Regions from separate parts of the Drosophila melanogaster genome. Here region 1 is linked to region 2. The links are chromatin contacts, called in public Hi-C maps. All regions are on one chromosome and are shown on one strand. The core of a region is the stretch at or near the end of the contact, and the rest is flanking DNA. Distances in the headings are between cores, read along the strand shown. Region 1 overlaps bves (bves,). Region 2 overlaps Dop2R (Dopamine 2-like receptor).

The links. A called contact is a pair of places that touch in the nucleus more often than the background predicts.
Region 1: a contact with region 2 is called in a Hi-C map of the Kc167 cell line, with 2.1 times the contacts expected there. The contact joins two enhancer-like sites.

The regions. Positions count from the first base shown.
Region 1 is chrX:21,078,644-21,083,912 of dm6, reverse strand. bves (bves,) reads right to left here. Exons shown (of 7, transcript NM_001272824.1): 7 at 1,522-3,133. The coding sequence ends at 3,069. Among named protein-coding and RNA genes, the nearest start is that of stg1, 13 kb to the left of the region's middle. Within about 2 kb of position 3,427, at least 18 of the 39 cell types and tissues checked have an H3K27ac peak or open chromatin away from gene starts, as enhancers often do. A contact at or near this core is called in the Kc167 cell line, where this site is marked.
Region 2 is chrX:20,016,779-20,021,995 of dm6, reverse strand. The region is part of intron 3 of Dop2R (Dopamine 2-like receptor); the gene reads left to right. Among named protein-coding and RNA genes, the nearest start is that of tRNA:Pro-CGG-1-1, 5.7 kb to the left of the region's middle. Within about 2 kb of position 1,920, at least 3 of the 39 cell types and tissues checked have an H3K27ac peak or open chromatin away from gene starts, as enhancers often do. A contact at or near this core is called in the Kc167 cell line, where this site is marked.

The DNA.
Region 1 (5,269 bases), core at 2,178-4,677, 1.1 Mb before region 2:
TCTGGAAAAAAAACCAACATAATCCATCTAAACATGTAAACACTCTTTCGTAAGACTAACCAATGTAAATCAATGTATTTATATTGTAAATACTTGTAAATAATTGTAATTGTAATTGTTGTAACCTAATACTTAAGTACTAGATATTAAGGAACTCCGGCTGAAAGCCCCAGCAGCTATTGCTGATAACTATTGTAGCATAAGTTTAAAACCTTTGTCTACAATGTACAAATAAAAGAAATAAAAAAATATTGCAAATTTTTTGCCATACATTTGTTGGCAAATCGATATAGGAAAAAAGTATTTTTGTACTTAACGCAAACCTAACAATAATCCTAATATGATAATCCATTTTGGTAGTTCATCGGTAAATGATGATTTGATTTTTTTGCATATCCCTCTGGCTCCCTTAAATATATGCAACAGCTTTCAACGCGCTCTGCAATGGACTGCTTGGCGCACTGCTTGACAACTGCTTGACTGAGCGACATATGTAATTTAAGTGTGAGACAACAAAAATCCATGGGAAAATAACTTTTCCCCGCACACAAGTTCGCATTCCGAAGGTTGGCAAAGCTGGACAAAGTTTTTAGGGGTCAAAAGGTGGACCACACAATTTGAATACACGTACATATAAATAAAGTGATGAGCCCTGAAAGTCACTGAAAATAATATTTGATACAATGGTGATTTCCAAAAACGGATATGTTTGATAAAACCAACAGCTCGCCTGTTATAAATGTAAAAGAAAGTATTGTAAGTAAGTAAGAATACTTGATATTTGTATTTAATTTTTCTTCAGTGTATAACTTAAACAACCCGTTGGCATCACAGACAGAAGAGAAAACCGCATCAAATATTAAAAATGTCGTTTGGCCAACTTTGCAAGAGTTTTGGCCTGGCCCGCGGCAAGCGAATAGGAATGCTGGACATTGTCCTCGCTGGTGGTCAGAAGTTGGATCCGGATCTGTGGCCACTTGCATGCATTAATTGCAGTCCCCTCATCTCTCCCATTTGTTTGCACCCAAGTCTAAAACTAAATATCCCCGAATCCTCAACCACACACTGTCTGTTTGTTGTCGAGAAAACCTTGGTGGCCCTAATGGTCGACAAATTCAGGACGAAGAGCATTATTTGGCTAACCTTTTTTTTTCGATTTGAAGGTCTAATAGCGAGATTTAAAAGTTACGCTTTGTTCGAGTCATTTTACTATTAGATACTCGTTTTCTAACGAAAGGATGGGATGTATAACATCACACAAATAGAGAACCCTATGGTCCAGACTACTAGATACCCCTTCCTTGGCAACAACATATTTGTACAGGAATATTTGTATGAGTATTATTGATTACTATTAACAATTAAACGTATTATTGATGTTATTGATTGATTTTAAATTTTTGGGACACATAATACATAAATGGAATTTTTCATTAACTTACCTTATTTTCCGAAATAAATCCGTCAATGAATCAACGCATTTTTGCACAATGTCAATAATATTACTAATATGTTAAATTTGTTTTTATACCATTTCCATTTTACTTTATTTTTAATTATGCTCAAAGGTACGAAATACATTGAACTATTTGTTTTGGTTTGGTTTAGTTCGGTTCGGTTTGGTTGTAGTTCTGTGTACGATCTATGTCGATCTGGGGATCTGTTGTTTCTAATCATTAACTAACATGAGACAAACGTTGGGATCGATACAATACAATGCGCTTTAATTTAGGGGAAAATACTGTGGGTGTGAAACCAAATTCCTGCTCTATTTATAAAAAATAAATGGCTTAAATACGACGAGAATAGAAGATTGAAACCTCCATGAGCGGGGGTTAGGTTTTCTTAAGTTGGTTTCTTCGTTTTTATTTCTCGGATACGTCCAGTTTTTTAATATTTTGGATATACTATGGTTTTTGTAGGCGTTTCGTACTTATGCTGGTTGGGTTGCGTTATTGTTATACCTAGCTAATGTTCATCGTTTAACAAAATTAACCTTTGGGCTTTTCGATAATATTTAACTTTTTTGATTGATGCACATGCATGAATTCAGGCACATAGATACAAAAGCAACAAGGACTATCAAAGGTCTATGGGTAAACTAACTGAACACTTCATTCGACTAACCAGCATTTCGGTTGCGAACCCTTTCACAGGAAGTTGATGATTGAGGTGACAATTTAGGCGGGAACTGTATGTAAAGTTATAGTGATTGCTATAGGTATTGAAAGGTTTAATCAACGATGGAATGTTCTCTAACTTTGCATCTAGCGGGGAGCCACAAACATATTTTTTCGTTAACTTCCCATACATATACATATGTATAGTCATGTACATATCGTCTATTTATATTCTGCATATTTCACACATAATGCTTATGGGCTTTCTCCGATTTCATTCGGCTATAATCTCTTAAATGTAGGGTAATAAAAAAATACATCTTTCTCCATTTAATAATTAAACATCTCATTCAGTTGTTTTGCCTTCTTATTCTCGTTTTGGTTTGTCATTCGTCTAATCCGTAGTTTTAGCGTAATACAATTTGCAACTATTCTAGTTTTAATTAATGTATAATTTTCTGTATACATATACATATACATATATGTACATATGTATGTATATTTCCATTCTCTTTCTTAGGCGTATTCTTCTCGAGTGACCCTAATAAATCCAATTCAGAAACGATTTTTTCATTTGGCTACTCATTTAAAAATATAAAATTAATACAATTTCCGTATGCCGAATAATATACTTAAGAACAATTTTGGCTTTAATATTATCGTGTGACGTTCTTATTCTTATTTCATTGTCACAAACCGAATTTAAGGACAGCAAAATCTTAAGTAATGCCCGAGTCTATAATAGAAGAATACCCATAGCCAAATTGTTATTACTTTCATATAGTATAAATATGTATGTATAAATAATTTTGTATACCGACTCATGGCACTCAGGTTCCGCAGTTCCTTTCTGTCGGATTTCCTCAGCTTTCGTTCCTCAGTATTGCCTAAAATATACATCTAATAATACTCAAAAACACAAGTCTAAACATTTCATCTGGATCCCTTTCAAACGGCCGTTTCGTGATCCGTTTCATCGATCCTTCCAAGGCGCCAAGAATTCGGATCTCCAGCTAAAAGGTGCAGATAAAAAAAAAAAGAGGGAAGAAAAAAAAAAGAGACGATATTTACATATATTTTTGAAGTCTTTGGATGATCAAAGGATGAAGAGGCGGAGACTAAATTTCCCATATTTGGGAAACACTTTACAAATACATTTTGCTTACCCAAAGGCAATGGAAATAACAATTGAAAAACTTTTGCATGCACAATCTAAAAGCAGGCACACGAACGGTCACACTACATAAATGAGAACATCAACTGAGAGAGATAGTTGTATACACAGAGAAAGAGACGGGGACACACACAGGCTAGCACATACATACACAGTGGGCTGCTGTTGTTCTTGTTTCTAGATATTAGGGTCTACATCTTAGACCCTTGCAGAGGGAACGATGTTTTTATTTCGTATGTAGTTGAAAGTGCAATCGGACTTTTATAAAAAAAAAAAATCTCTCAGTTTTAAGTTTGTCTATGGGGTTCTATCTTTAATTGTCTAGAAGAATGCAATAATGCAGTTTTTGACTTTGCCAGCTTTGAGGTACATCATTTGGTGATTTATAGTTCAGTGATTCGCTATTTAGGCATTTTTTTTTTTTTCAATGATCAGGCAATATTCGGACTACAAAATCATTAGCCATCGGTCTGCAAGGGCATTTGTGGTTTCGGTGACCGAAACTTAAGATCCATTTCCCTGTAGGACGTTAGACTTACCGCAATCGTAATACTTCGATATCCTAGGCAGGGCTGTTTCATGGTGGTTGTTGGATTTGATTGGTGGTGTTGTTGTTGTAGTTTTGTTGTAGTTGATTAACGTTTATGATGGAGTTTTGGTTTGAAACGTTTACGTTAGACATACAACAAAATTATAGTCACCGAAAAAATAGAAAATCAAATACATAAATTTCATCACAAATCAAACATAGATATAAACTTGTTCTTGATCGTGGAAAATCAGTAGAAAAACGTGGTTAGCATATAGGGGTGAGAAAATCGATTACATGAATAAATGTAACACAGAAACAACTTTGATTGTGATACATCTATCCCTAACGTGATTAAATATTGATCTAGTAAGTATACATATATATAATAATATTTCTAAAGCAGATGTAACGCCTGCCATCTAATTGGTATCGAATGTCATTTTTAGACGCTCTAATCAAATTGCTAGTATTTTTAGATTCCCACTTTAAGTCAATCGCTGGTGATGATAAACAAAACTCTAAAGCCCTACGAATGTATATTTAAGAGTGTTTCCTCTAAACAAAAAAAATGTTATAGGAGTTAAAAACTCCAAAATCTTTGTATCGAAACATTTACCCAGTAGTATGAGAAAAAAGCTAGGGTATCCCTATTCAGTTACATATTCCCATGAGCTGCAATTCAAAACGCCAGTAAACAACAGGTATTGCAAATGGGCGGAAGTGATCGGGCAGGGGCGTTGCCGGGCGGAGGGGCGTGGCATATGCGTACTGTCGTCGGCTGCACTTTGTGTTTAGTGAGTTTATGGCCATGCATGCTGCAATTTTGGTTTTCCGTATTTAATGATTGCTTGCAAAGCCGATCGGATCGATGAATGTGCACGCCCTGCACAAGCCCATAGTCCATATACAAATTGAATCGATCGCAATCAGCACGCGGCGATAGCGACAACAGCCAAATTGTTTAATTAAATAACAAATATTGTTTTGTTTTCCTCGTGGCGGCAGGCCAAATAATGCGAATTAAAATAAAAAACATATAAATGCCTTTAATGATGTCAATGATGGCTGAGCGCGTGCCTATGCCCCTTAAATCGAAACTCGCCAGTGGATCGACTATTGGATTAATCTGCAGTACTTCATCTTGATTATGTGTGTTTTTTTTTTGTTTTATTAGCTTTCGGTTTTTGGCTTGTTTACATTCACATTGATTCCACTACGTTTATTACACTTTCTTGGGGGAGTATTAGTGGAGATTAGGGGACGGGGGTGTGGTTCTCGGATTTGAGGGCACTCGGGATTATGTACAGCAAATATATATATATAGCGTATGTACAACAACTTAGGCTATGTATTGCTTAACATTATCAAATATTATTCGATATTAATTCTAATTAGTTTTCACGCTTTCTTCAAGCTCAATTTGTATGCAAATCAATCAACGAA
Region 2 (5,217 bases), core at 671-3,170:
TTATGCTGATACAGACCTATTTTCCGAAGGACTTTTTGGCCAATTCTTCTTTAAAAAGATATATCTCGATGGCTAGGAAAAATCAGAAAGAGACACCTTTACCTAAAATAGACCTAAAGACTATTGAAGTATTTATTCCGTTCTTGTAACGCTTTAAAAGCCAACATTCCATTAGATAGACATTTCAGCCCCAAAAAGAGGAGCGCCGCTTAAATGGGATAATGCAAGTCGCATTTCACATACGCACTATCTACATAGTTACCACGGTCGGTAAAATGTTTGTGCATGCTGCTGTGGAAAAACCTCTGGCCACTTAAACCACAGTTTTTATTCAAATTGCATAAACATGCGACACGTGTGATTCTCTCGGAAACGTGTTCTACCAAAAACCACACACGTTAGCAACACAAAAGCCAAGAATGCAGTTGGCCCATATGTGTAAACATAGTTCTCAACGCATAAAACCTGGTCATTTTACCAATTTCCATTCTGTTATCCTGTGTAATCATATTTTGTGCGTGGCTAAAAAATTTGAAATACAGTTGCGGCAGTGCCACTGACACGGCCAAGTGTCGTCAACCCCTTTTATTATGCATGCCTTTGATAATTGGATCGAATGGGACTTCGCTTTGAGTTCTGGCCAAAACAACAGGATGCTGGGTGGTCCCGTAGGTGTCGGCGAAAAGTTTTCCGAGCCCTGTAACTTTAAACTCGCCCGCAATGATTTTCGCAATTTTCCGGAATGTGCTGCAGATGGAGGGAGCATTTATGACTACTCCGGCAGCAGCAAAATAAAACTGTAAACAAGCTTGTAGTGGGCGTGGTCCTGCCACTATCCTGCCCACCTGTCCACCTGGAAAACTGGCTACCTGGCTGCCTGGCTGCCTGGCAACCTGGCATCATGGCCACCCGGGGCCAGAAACTGCCAAACTACACAAAAAACTGTTTCCATGTGGCAGGCAATAAAAAGAGTTTTCCGCAACTTGTTCCAGGACAGGCCAGGCAAATAAGGAAGGACCAATGTGAAGTGGAGCCAGAGGAGCAAGAGTTGCAGTAGGAATGAAGCAAATGGGTGGCAATCCGGATGAGGAGTCGAGCTGAGTGGGGGCGTAAAGTTTTTTAATTTTAATGGCCATTTAAAAGGTTGCAGGCAAATGCTTGGCCCGGCTTAAGTGCCGCTCATCGGAGGAGGTGACGTTGGGTCCATTCGGTTCATTACTGGCCCCCGAGTGTAAGGACCTGCATGTCCTGTCATCTGGGATCCTTCACTCATTTGGGCCACTGCCAAGACTCGAAAGCCTTTTCCCTGCACTCCGGCCAGCCACTTGAGGGGAGAGTGCTCCACGACGATGCGGCTAAAATGCCGGCAAGTGGCTAAGCAAACGGACTGCGGCGAAAGCCACCAGTAAACACCCGAAAAATTGAACTTAGGGATGTCAGAGGATAAAAGAAGAAGATGCTGTGAATGCCTTCACATATCGGCAACAAATATCGCACCTAATGCTAGGAAATAGGAAATATATAGAACCATTTATGAAGTGAAAGGGTGCAGCTTAGGTACTGAGTACTCTCAATTCAATCAAAAGAATATCTTATCATATTTGGAAAATTCTTTTAATAATAGCAAAAATTCTTAAGAAAATACCATAAAAAAAAACAAACTTTTTTATTAGAAAAACAAGATTACTTCATCGAGGTAAACAAATAGCTGAAAAACATTTATGGAGCGGCACATAAAGTTGGAGAAATGCTTATGAAGCCATAGCTACTACTATCGCGTCTTAAAAGGATAACGTTTTGCCATGTCCATCCCTAGTTGGTGGCTTTTGCGAATCCTGCAGTCTGCAGTGACCCCCAGTCAGCCTTCTTGGGCTGCAGAAACAATTTGTTGACTAAGCCAACTTGAATGCGCCCGAAAGCAGGCAACGCTTTGTTCTCAGCACTTGGCTGCTGGTTACATGTGTGTGCGGTTGTGTGTGCGCATCGCAGTGTATCCTTATAAATCCTTGTCAGGCAGCGAACCGCACTGAACCGCAGGCCGCACATCAATTCAAATAAATAATCTAACAGCATGAAATCGGCCGAGGGCAGAAACTTTTCAGCTGCTCCGGCGGATGGTGGATGGCGGATACAAGTGGGTGGGCTAAATGGCAGCTATAAAAAGTATGGCCTGCAATCTTCTCCACTTTCACTTCCTCTCTAGGAAGCAGCGACCTCCGACCTCCGACCTCTGACCCTCCCACCCATCTTCCTGTCGCCGGTCCCCGGCGGCTGCCATCTCCGGCACGCATGCGAGTTAAAGCGCGCACTTCCGGCCGGATTGAAGACCACGGACCGCAGATTTCGGTTTCTGGTCGCCTTTTCATTTGGCCGCTCACCCAGCGGTGCCTGAATAATTAACACAGATTTTGATTTGGCCCAAAACCCTGTGGCCCAATGCCAGTGGCACTCCCAATCGGATCCCCCCCCTCCCCCTCCCCATCGAAAGTCCCATTCCAATATGGAAAAAGCCGAGATTCAATCAGCGAACGGATGGATGTCTTCTTTGCCGGCTGGCGAGAGTATTTTATTACCGCTTTCATGCACGATGGCCATATAAATATCCAATAACCAAGGCGAAAATATGCCGCCAAGGGGCTGGAAAAGTCATCTTAAAACAGAATTTCCCTCGACGCTAATGACAACTAATTTGTTGCAACAACAAACATGAAAAGGCAAAGGAGGCAGCGAACGCACACCCGTATGTGCACATAGCCCATATATATGTATATATATACACATATACATACATATATAAATGTATATATGTATATAGAATATATACGACACATAATGTGTACAAGTATGGAGCTACTTGGTCTTCGGGGGCAAGTCCGAGGCTATTAAAAATGGCGCACAAAAACGCTAAAATTGTTGCGACATTGCCAAGCGAAAGAGACGGCAACACAGGAAGTGAGAGAGATAGGAACGTAAGCGTAAGCACATACGCATACATGTACACGTATACCCGGGCAGACAATAAACTTAATAAATAAGTCAATTAATTGCCCTGAGCTTCTCATGGGGCCCAGAAACGAGCCAGAAGCAACAGCATCAAGTGCCTGCCACTTGGCTAAAAGCCCGTGCCTCCCACTCTCGCCCAATTTCGCCCACATTCACCCACATTCATCCGCTTCTCCCACAGTGTATTCGCGGCTATGTGTGTGTGCGTGTCTATTACGGCAGCCAGTTCAATTAACATTGTCTGGCTGCGTGGCATAAGAAAATGTACGCGAAACTCGTTTAATAGTCGCCAGCTCCTTGGCTTTGACACTGTCGAGGTTACGCTAACTTTATTACCAGCGCTGCAAAATAATCTATGGCTGCTGCGATACACTGAAAGAAATGAGTGTCAGTGTCAGGTATTGAAATTTAGATCTAAATGAGTCGTATGATTCAATAGCCACATTTCATATCCTTTCCTTCTTTCTTTCTCGAAAAGTGAAAAGCATTGTTAAAGTTCTCTGATAAATAAATGAATATTTAAAATCATTCCCACAGTTACAAAAGGAAGAACGTATATTTGTCGATTCAGTAAGTAAGTAACTGCCAAGAGAGAACCAACTCTAATTCATTCTTTCTCGATGTAACATTGTGAGTTTTCAGTTTGGACTCTTTTGAGATGCAATTAGTGGATGGCCCTGCATCCAAATCCCAGTGCGACCCGTGCAGCTCCGTTGTCCATTTTCCATTTCCCATTTTCCGCACTTTATGTACTTTGAAATATTAAAGCGCAAACGACAGGCAGTCGCGAGTGCAGCATTTGGCAACATAAACAAATTATTTGATGACTTTTACGCAGCTCACCACCTCCCACATGGCGCACAAGTCCTCTGCCGCCCGTTTTCAAGGTCCTCGATGTCCTTTGACGTCTTGTTTTGCGGTTGGTGTCGCCTCTTTTCGGGGATTTCTGCTGGGTTGCATGGCCGGCCACTAAGTAAACTTTAATGGCGGCCATAAAATAGGCAAAAAGGGGCGCGTCCACACACACACACACACACACACACACACAAACACTCACAGCACACAGACACACACACACACACGAGCGCGCGAGTGTATCCTTGTGTATTATGCGAGTGGCATAAAACCAAAGACCACGAATAAGGATATAAACAGTAAGGAGCAGGATCAGCGAGAAGGAAACGACGGCCAATCCTTAGCAGCATATTTTGCAGCTGCTGTGACATTTTTATGCTAAGCAGTCGCCAAATTATGAAAATTCGTAAAAAGCCAAATGTTATGGCATCCTGCCAGACAGAGATAGATGCTACCACACACACACACACACACACGGGCACAGGAGCCTTGGCAATTCGAGCTGCCGCTTTTGTCCAGCTTTTTCTCTAGTTTATCGCTCCGCAACCAAACTCGTTGCCGCTGCATCATTTATCATCTCTTTCCCCACAACGACAACTACTTTTGACAGGAAAAAGAAAAGCCTGTTTCACAGGATGGATGCGGCGATGGCTCGATTAGTGCGAAAAGAGTTGGCTCAACCAGAAGATACCACACGGTTTAATACCCAGGAGAAGAAGGAACTTTCATTGCGATTTAATTTGTTTGTATTGAGTTGCTCTCGTTCTTAAACGAGCCAACATAATCAGGGTTCAGTGAGTATCACATGTTTTAGGTAACTAAACACACGTACTGCATCTCGAATATAATTAATATTATGCAATATTGAGCATTAAACTATGCCAACAACTATGCGAATTATTTGATATTTCGGACCAAATTTGACATTTTGATTTTATTGCTAACCTTTAAAGTTTCAAGTTCAACGTGTGCCAGTGCACGCGAAGTTTGTTAATCAAATTACGTGGATACCGAATTTAACTGAATTTGGTAGTGAGAAGCTGAGAAGCATTTTTCGGCTCTAATGAGACGATAATGAAGCTGTCCGGCCGAAAGCGGGCTTAGCCAATGGCCAAAATGCAGGGATGCGATGGACGGGCTCAAATGGCGAACCCAAATCAGGAAAACTTTCCCTCTCAGCTTGACACTTAACTTGGGGGCTCATTGGCAACTATTTCCTGTGCCACATAATGTGCACAATTTGTTACGCATGCTCTGCCTGCCACGCCCACTTCTACTCCTACTCCCAACAGGCCACCTGCCATACACCACCCACCGCCCACACTGCGGTTGCCCAGTGAAGTATCAAAAATCTGTTTG